Regions from separate parts of the Zea mays genome. Here region 2 is linked to region 1. Evidence: chromatin contacts called from public Hi-C data. All regions are on one chromosome and are shown on one strand. The core of a region is the stretch at or near the end of the contact, and the rest is flanking DNA. Distances in the headings are between cores, read along the strand shown.

Region 1 (4,777 bases), core at 1,907-4,406:
AGTTTGATTACATCATGATGCCCGAGACATCCACAAAGTCATTAACATAGATCAAAGTGCGAAAACGAAACGTAGCTAAACACGACATTCACAAGCAGCCGACTGGGGGTTTGCCGCTAACCCACGCCTAGAACTCATCATAGTTTTGGAACATCTGGAAAAATCCTCTACCACGACTTTCCTCTTCTCCTGAGCAGTGGTTGCAATGTGGACAACCTGGGAGGTGGGGTTTGGTGTTGTAAAGAAAGGGTGAGTATGCATCAATATACTCAGCAATTGTCTCGTTTGGTTGTGGTGGACTAGCTTTATGTGGGGTTAAGATCAAGCCGTTGATTTTAGTTGGTCAGATAATTATTACTAGTATAAAGTCAGGTTTTAGCATTAAACCCAAGTTATTAATCCAAAAGTACTCCTTTCAAATAGAAAGAATTTCAGAAACCATAATCATAATCATCAAAACCATAATTATCCTCCTCATCATCTGTAATCATAGTATCTCTAATCAATGGAGCTCCCAAGGCCGCTCATAACCGTGAGCACGACTGATATATCAGTTTCATAACACTCTGTAGAGGTTGCACACTTTACTCATGAGTTGTGATTCTTTTTTGCCTCGGGCCGATCAAACCCTTAAACACTACCAAGGTGAATAGGGAAGGTTTCACTATGTAGCCTTTACAAAGATTTCCTGAAGTTGTAGTCGCCCGTTAGGTTTTCTAAATGTACCGCACTCCTCCCCAAGGGGCAAACATGTCACACCCGGTTTTAGAAGGCAAACCGAATGCAAACCATGTACGTGTCAGGATCAGCAATTCACGTACACAGCAGTTACATAACCGAACATCATCACACAGTGCTCAAATAATAACATAAAAGAGGGTAATAGTTTATTACATCATGATGTCCGAGACATCCACATAGTCATTAACATATATCAAAGTGCAAAAACGAAACGTAGCTAAACACGGCCTTCACAGGCAGCCGACTGGGGGTTTACCGCTAATCCACGCCTAGAACTCATCGTACTCTTGGAACTCCTGGAAATCCTCCACCACGACTTCATCTTCTCCTGAGCAGTAGTTGCAATATGGAGAACCTGGGGGTTTGGTGTGTAAAGCAAGGGTGAGTACACGTCAACATACTCAGCAATTGTCCCGTTTGGCTGTAGTGGACTAGCTTTATGTGGGGTTAAGATCGAGCAGTTGCTTTTAGTTGGTCAGGTAATTATTACTAGTAGAGAGCCATATTTTAGCATTAACCCAAGTTGTTAACCCAAAAGTACTCCTTTCAAACAGAAAGAATACCAGAAATCATAATCATAATCATAAGAACAATGATTATCCTCATCATCATCTATAAACAAAGTATCTCTGATTCAATGTGTCTCTAATCAGTGGAGCTCCCAATGCCGCTCATAACCGCGAGCACGGCTGATATATCAGTTTTATAACACTCTGCAGAGGTTGCACACTTTACCCACGAGTCGTGATTCCTTTTTTGCCTCGGACCGATCAAACCCTTAAACACTACCAAGGTGAATCGGCAAGGTTTCACTATGTAACCTTTACAAAGATTCCCTGAGGCTGTAGTCGCCCGTTAGATTTCCTAAATGTACGACACTCCTCCCCAATGGGTAAACCACCCTCGGCAGAGCGAGCCGCATACACCGAGCCCCATTGACGGCACGACGACGAAGCGAACTACATCTCGGTTTCTCAAATTATTCAGCTAAGGGCGTCACATACCACCCTCATGGTTGTACTGTTTTCCTGGGTGATCATCCAACGAACCAGTACTTACGGAGAGGCACTCGAGAAACCGCTCGAGTCCCCTTAAATGTCACAGTATCATCATCATAATCAAAAGGGAAATATCGTATCATAAATAATCTCACCATGTTCATTGACATAAAAGAAATAAGCAAATACTTGGCGCGGAGCTCGCACCTACGACTATGCGAGAAAGAGAAAACAACGGTCGAGGCTACGGTCGAAAGACGATTATGTTAAGCAGTTATGGATTAAGCACTAGGACAAGGGAGCATAAAAGCAGGCCCGTAGTTAAAAGAATTTTTTCTTTATGAAAAAAAGGTACAAAAGCCGCCGCCAACGAGCTTAAAACTATGCGTCGCCTCTTGTGCGTTCTACTATTAACCCTACTACTGGCATTGGGTTATATATATACACTCGAGCTTGCGTCAAACTATGCCGCGCACATGGCGTACGTTAGCTTTACTAGCTAAAAGACTCAAGGATATGTCTCACCAACGGTATGAACTCCACTAGCTCATACCGTGCAGCAACGGAACGCGTGCAGGTGCAGTGCCGTTTGGACGGATGAGGACGCGCCGCGGAGGCACGAGGTCACGGGTAAAAACGGCGGCTCTGGAAAAGGAACTGATGCTGCACTGCACTGTGTTCCTCCAGAACGATATCACCCTCTCTTTTTTATTATTATTTTTAACAAGAAGAAGAATATAACCCTCGCACTGCCTTTACGGAAAGGAACCGTGACCCTCAGCATGTAGAATGTGTTATTGTATACTGTACACGTTATCACTTGACAAGACGTGTACACACAGGATAAAATAGATGTAGCAGTAATAATTTAGTTACTGTTGCAAAAGAGCAGGATGGGAAAACAGATCCAGCTCTGACAGAAAGATATATACTCCTTGTATCACTTTATTCTTTCTCTCTCTATCTATATATATAGATAGATATATAGACTATAGACACACGATGGCAGGTGGCACACCGATCTACGACAATAATAAGAAATAAATACACCTATTATACCTCATATCTGCATACATGACACACACAGGTATGTCCACGAAAGCAAGCAGCCACCCTACAATCTACATGCATGTTCCTTGTATATCTCCAAAGATCGGATGCCCTGTTTGTCTGCTCTCACTAGCCGACCCTCCTTGGCTCCCATACCGCATCATGACATCTTTGTCCGCATTTATTTATGTACTCTTGTTGCCATCTCGGCCGACGAAGAAAAGCGCAGGAATAACGGCCACACAAACAAACCGGGATTCCGGTCAGTGCGCAGGCTCTCTGCTCCAGTAAACTTGGCAGCGGTTTCAGGAAGCTGCTGGCTGCTGCTAGCTCTCAGTCTCAGTCTCAGTCTCAGTCTCATACATACATACATATACAGCAGCTGGTGGGGTGTCTAGGTCTCTCGTACTCGTCGGTACACGCTTGCCAATCCATCCAAACCCGCTGTATCTGCGCTAGCTGGTGTCCGACCGTGTCTGCCATGGCTTCTTCTCCACGCACAGCCATGTTCTTCCTCGCGCTGTCCCTGGCGCTACTGGGCGACGACCTTCGCCGCTGCTCTGCCTCTCAGGTGCCTACTCCAACGCACGCCGATATGCTTATATTATATCTCCACGGTGGTGGTCAGCTGCACTTCTGTAGTAGCTAGCAAATGGATGGATGATGCCAACTCTTCCTTCAGGTGTACGTGGTCTACATGGGCAAAGCGCCGCAGGGCGACAGGGCACCCCGTCGACGACGACACGCCGGGCTGCACCGCCAGATGCTGACGGCTGTTCACGACGGCAGGTCCACAGCAGACTCGTTAATTTGAATTCCTTCCTCCATAACCCCTCCTAGGCTTAGCTAGCTAGCTCCCACCTCCCAGTGCCGTTTCCATGCAGCAGTATATATATATCTTGAGTCGGACGCTTCCTCTCCGCAGCTCGGAGAAGGCGCAGGCATCACACGTCTACACTTACAGCGCCGGCTTCCAGGGCTTCGCGGCCAAACTGAACGAAAAGCAGGCCATCAGATTAGCCGGTAATTAGTTTCACAACACAGGCTACTCTTTTAGAATTTAATCTTGGTCCAAAACAAGTTAGATTACATCATAGTCTGAGTAGATTATACGGGTTTCATTTCCCAAACAGACGGCCCCTAAATGAGTCTAGCTAGCTGTGATGCCAAAAAGGCGCCTAATAATTCTGATGCGCGTCTTCAATTTCTTCAGAGATGCCTGGCGTCGTCTCGGTGTTCCCAAACACAAAGAGGCGACTGCGCACCACCCATTCCTGGGATTTCATGGGCTTGTCCACCAGTGCAGAGGGTCAGGTCCCTGGACTGTCCACCGAGAACCAGGAGAACGTCATTGTTGGATTCATCGATACAGGTGATGGAGTACAATTGCAGTAACATGTATACTAAGCTAGCTAGGTTCAAACTGGAACTCGCATTCTTCAGTCAGATCATGTGACACCAAAAGAATATATATCTTCTCTTCCACCATATTAGTTCCAGTTGTGTTCTAGCTTACAAACTGACAAGGCATGATGTTTGTGTTTTCATGTTCGACCGACTTGGCCATCAAATGACTGTTCGGACAGAAACGAAAAAGGATACCATCGGATCGATAGAAACCAAAATCATGGAATTCTAGCTAACTGTTTTGTTTTGTTTTTTTTTTACCTCCTCAGGAATCTGGCCAGAATCCCCTAGTTTCAGTGACCACGGGATGCCTCCGGTTCCCAAAAGATGGAGAGGGCAATGCCAAGGAGGAGACGCGAACTCACCGTCAAATTTCACCTGCAACAGGTACACACGCTCTAAAACCAACCCACGGTACGGTATTCCAGCATTGGAATTTTCTAAAGCCACCCCCCAAACATGCACGATAGGAAGGTAATAGGAGGCAGATATTACCTCAGCGGATACCAAACAGAAGAGGGTGGCGCCATCAAGTTCGTATCTCCAAGGGACAGCTCGGGGCATGGCAGCCACACTGCCTC
Region 2 (4,848 bases), core at 242-2,741, 230 kb before region 1:
TTGGGATTGGTGTGTCGAAACAATTTCTAACCAGATTGTTTCTCTAATTTATATAAACTTTGATTAGCTGGAACGATTCCGGGTGCAATCTGACATAAACGAACAAGACCTTAAGGACCATTCTAGCTAGGATCGGAGGGCTTTTCTACTCGCATATAACGTGTTTGCTGAATAAAAGAACACAAATAAACTGGTTCTTGTTTAGGGTATTAGCAGAACATCAAGCACTTATTAAACTGCCAAACCTAGTGCCTAGCTAGATAGGGGCCCTGTTAATTATCTTATGCAAGAGTCGTTTTCTGCCAGCCTATCTACTTACACACCACAGCATATTGTAAGCACAACACCAATCCAGCCAGACGAGCAAGAGACTTGACATAGATCCAGCCAGACGAGCAAGAGACTTGACATAGAGAGAGAGGGTTGGTATAAAAAACCATATTCCCATCAATCAAAGAAATTATTGTCTGGCACTTTCACACATTCATAGCCACCTGTTTGTTCATGTCCTTGGCAGCATTTAATCAGAGTTTTCTCTGGCTGCATGTCCACATCTCACATTTGGATTGCGAGACCAGCTGCCCCCAGATTGATCAATCTTACTATATATGATTTCACCAGTGGCCCTTACACACATATAATTCACTATTGGCATTGCACTCCTGGTTTCTTCCCCCTTAGATTGGTCATCTGGGTGCTTACATTCGCTTCACTGTCTGAAATATAAGCACCCAGATGACCAATCTGTCCAAGTCTCTCGACCAACTCACGGCGCACCAAAAAAAAAAATCCCTCAAGCTCTAGACCTAGGAATTGTTGTCAAGACGCGTACATTTCACCAACAAAGTCCATCCTGGACGAGCCAAAAGGCTGCAAGAAGTCAATGTCAGCAGCCAGGCCTTGGAAGACGCCTTCGTCCTCCTCCAGGAAGCTCAAGAACCCTCCTCCCGTGCTGAGGTCCATCCACAGGTTGCTACGGCCGAGCTCATAACCACCGAAGCCTCCTTCCTCCACCTTCACCTCGCACTTGATCTTCCTCTTCTTGGTCGCCGTCTCTTCTTGCACTTGCACCGTAAAACCGCTCTTCTCGTCGTTGGCCACCGGAGCCAGTGCCGGCCTCGGCCTCTTCTTGGACGTCTCCGTCTCATCGTCCTCACCTACCGGCGGCGTCGATGTGACGACGTCGGTGGCGGCGCAGAAGGCAGCCTTGCCGGTGAGCCGCTGCACGAGGTCCCGGAAGTGGGCGACGTCGGTCTTGATGATCTCCGGCGCGATGATGTGGATGATCTTTATCTTGGGCCGCGTCGGCGGCAGCATCGTCGGCGTCCGAGGGCGTGCCGTCCTCATGGTTGATGTGCTGCTCACCCCATCGTTGTTGTGCTCCCCCATTGATGTGCGCGGTGCGGGTGTGGGTGGAGACAAGCTAGGTAGCAGCGGCACAACCAACAGGGAAGCGGGTGCAGAGAAGAGGACGATGGTGATGCTGTGGTTTTGGTGTAGTAGGATGAGCTTGGTTGTTGTTTATATAAGGTAGATCGTCGTGCCCTTTTGCAATTAGTGCCTGCATATAGTACACACTGATCAGCTTCCATGTCCTTTTGGGACAAGTAGGTCTACTTGCTTGATGGGGACGACTGGAAACAGGCGCAGCAGCCGGCCTAGTGGAAAGTGGTTTGGAGGGGTTGCCTGCACGGCTGCACCTGCCTGTGTGGATTTGGGGGGAAACCAGTAGGAAGGATCGGGATTCAGAAGGGCTGCATCTATCCCTGTCCAAGTATCACCAACTTGCTATTTAGTACCTCACATGTTTAGACGATGTAACCCTTGGCCTTAATTATGAGTTTACAGTTGGGTCAAGCACACATGTATCAGCTAGCCCAGCATACAAGGCATCGCTATTGAAGTTCACTCCCCCTCCTTCAAGGCATCGCTATTGAAGTTCGTCTCGGCCTCAACGTCACCTTCGATCATTGCTTTCGCTTCTCGGCGTCTGGTATGCAGGTGAAGACGGGGTTCTGCATTTTGCAACATGAAGTCGAAGCTGCTACGTCAGCGGATGTGGCTCGGCAACGATGACTTGAGGCGAAACCCCCTTCTTCGTAGCTCGAATTGTTTTGGATGTTGGGCAAATACTAGAGGCGGGGCGAAGGATCATGCTCGTTGGTCAAGAATTGGAGCTGCCTCGTGTGAGGTGTTGAGGTTTGGCAACGACGGCGCACCGCAGTCTTCCTCTTGTGTCGGATTTTGGGTATATGCGTCGTTAAGTTCCTTTGACCATGTGTGGCCTGTCTTTTGGAGTTAGAGCTGCTCGTCCCTTGTATTGAGTCCGACAACGATGACTTTAGATCGACTTTGTGTTGGGGCTACTGTTGTCTAAGTGGTTTGTGCACTCTGTGTAGGTTTCGGGTCCGACTTTTTTATAAAAAAAACTCACTCAATTATATTCCTCTTTTTAATTGAAAGATAAAGCTCTTGCCATTACGTTCAAAAGTAAATAATCTCCATGTACGGAACGTTAAGGTGTAGAGTGCACTTGCTGATGCTCATTGCATGACACATCGCAGCTTGAGATCATGATGGTTGATAAATTGCACATTTTTTTTAAAAAAAAAACTCAGTTCATGGGCTTGGGTCCAGCCAATAGAAAATTTCTAACTTTATTAATGCGTCTCGTTTGACAATTTATTAGGAGATAATTCAGTGGTTAGCCACCCCCTGGTACTCATCAAGGACAACAACTTGGGTTTCCAATGGTTAAATAGACGCATTTATAAATATCATATGTGCCTTAGTGATGCATGCATGTAACTATTACGTACCTTCCATGAACCTTCTTTTATAATCTCGTCGTACTTCATCCCAAAAGATAACTATGCAATGTAAATTGCAAAATTTACCTCTCCGCATGTCATGCGTGCCTGACTTCTTTATAGGTTGGTACCAACGTAATGGTTAAATTACATACTACCACATCTCATAGTTCAAGTTCACACATGAAACAACTGCTCCTGAATTTCCAGAAACTCTCTTTCATGATAAGGACTGCCGATTTATTTAGCATCCCCTGTGTGTTGACTTCTGAAATTGACCCCAAAAAAATCAACTTGTACAATTTTCTAAACCTAACCTTTCTGCCTGGTGGTTGGGTGGAGACAATCGTATACTACGATACAAAAATGTACAACTCTAAGGCTATCTCCAACGGAGCAGCTAAAAACGTATGCAAAGCTATTATGGCTACTCATATTCACTGTAGCATCATGTATTTTCCATCCAACAGAGTAGCCAAACAGAGCAGCCAAATTCTATGGCAGGTGAGAGAAAAGCTATTATGGCTGGGCAGGAACCGAGCAGACATCTCTGATGCAAATTGGTGGGCCATTCTTGTCAGTGAGCATGAAACAAGCTATTTTTGCTATACCATTGGAAAGTGTTATATTATAGATGGACAGCTAAAACATCTATGTCAGTCAACATGCTGAATGCCTGCTTCTTTTAGCTGCCGCATGTTGGAGGCAGCCTAATTAAGACCCCTTCTGGACACATAGTTGGGACCTGCATTTGATATTTGGAGCTACTAAAAGGTAGGACTGTCAACTGTGACGCATATCCAACATCTTAATTTTGGAGGGAGGGATATGCGAAAGTACTTGACCAATTGAAATCTTTAAACCAATGTAAGTGGTGTAAATGAGAGGTAACAAAATGTAGACAAAGGAGATGGTGGGGGAAAATTATATGCATCCGGATGCAAAACTGTCTCTTTGTAGCCTCTCACATCTATCATCTACAAGTCCATACAAACAGAAATCAAAGACTACTGCTTGGTCACTTTTTTTTTCTGTTTAATCTACAAGTGATGGATGTGAGAGGATGCAGAGAGATGGTTTTGCATCCTGGATGTATATTTTTTCCGATAGATGCGACACTTTCAGAGAGGCAAGTCAAACAATCATTTTAGTTAATACTGACAGCAACTTTTCCGTTGAAAGGTAGAAAGTGAGGTCGAAGCTTGCAGATGACACCCCTAGGCTCTCTTTCTAGGGAGATGATGTGTCATAAAAGAACCAAGATATTTTTTCCCTCTGAGTTTCTGTTCATTGATTGGCATGGAGCATTGGAGCTGAATGGAAACTAATAAGGACCAGTTTAGCTATAGGAGGGCTTGTCCCAGCTGCTTCTGGGTCATTTGGAGAAAAGAGGAAACAATTTCTTGTACAACGCACCAAGCTTCTCTAGAAGCTGGAGCCATTTTGGGAGGAAAACCACTCCCAAAGAGTAAATGATATAATAGATAAATCTCTTCATCGACCCGCCATGTATCTGTCTGTTCCCTCAACTACATATTAGACTAGCATATATCGTATGTGTTTGCTCAATAAAAAGGACACCACTGGATCTTGTTTAGGATATAACAGAACATAACAGAACATCGATTACTTGCTAAACTGCCAAAAGTCTGTTCAGACCGCTGCAGCTACAATAAATAGAGATAAAATACTGTAGAAGCTGCAGCCAGATTAAAGACGCAGCGAACAAACTAGTGCCTAGAGACCCATTATCTTATGAAGAGTCGTTCTCTGCCAGCATATTGTGAACACAGCAGTACAACACCCATCCAGACGAGCAAAAGACTTTGACATAGAGAGAGGGTTGGCATAGAAAAAACCGGGCTAGCTATTCCCATCAATCGAAGAAATTATTGTTTGGCACTTTCATACACATTCATACCCACCCACCTGTTTGTTCATATCATTGGCAGCATTTAATCAGAGCATTCTGCATGTCCACTGAAAATTACATTTAACTACACCGCTGCTCATGAAAGAGAAGGGGCATATACGTAGA

What was found. A called contact is a pair of places that touch in the nucleus more often than the background predicts.
Region 2: a Hi-C map of endosperm shows a contact between it and region 1, with 2.4 times the contacts expected there. The contact joins the promoter of LOC100281794 here to the promoter of LOC100383484 in region 1. A contact is called at or near these places in 2 of 25 Hi-C or Micro-C datasets (ear and endosperm).

Annotation. Positions count from the first base shown.
Region 1 is chr6:107,929,785-107,934,561 of Zm-B73-REFERENCE-NAM-5.0, reverse strand. LOC100383484 (putative subtilase family protein) reads left to right here and starts at 3,156. Exons shown (of 11, transcript NM_001176132.1): 1 at 3,156-3,360; 2 at 3,472-3,578; 3 at 3,715-3,812; 4 at 4,003-4,161; 5 at 4,466-4,583; 6 at 4,667-4,777. The coding sequence starts at 3,271. It overlaps LOC111589529 (a long non-coding RNA gene), which reads right to left. Exons shown (of 2, transcript XR_002748570.2): 2 at 2,659-4,112.
Region 2 is chr6:108,154,367-108,159,214 of Zm-B73-REFERENCE-NAM-5.0, reverse strand. It overlaps LOC100281794 (VQ motif family protein), which reads right to left and starts at 1,491. Exons shown (of 1, transcript NM_001154714.2): 1 at 590-1,491. The coding sequence starts at 1,389. The coding sequence ends at 820.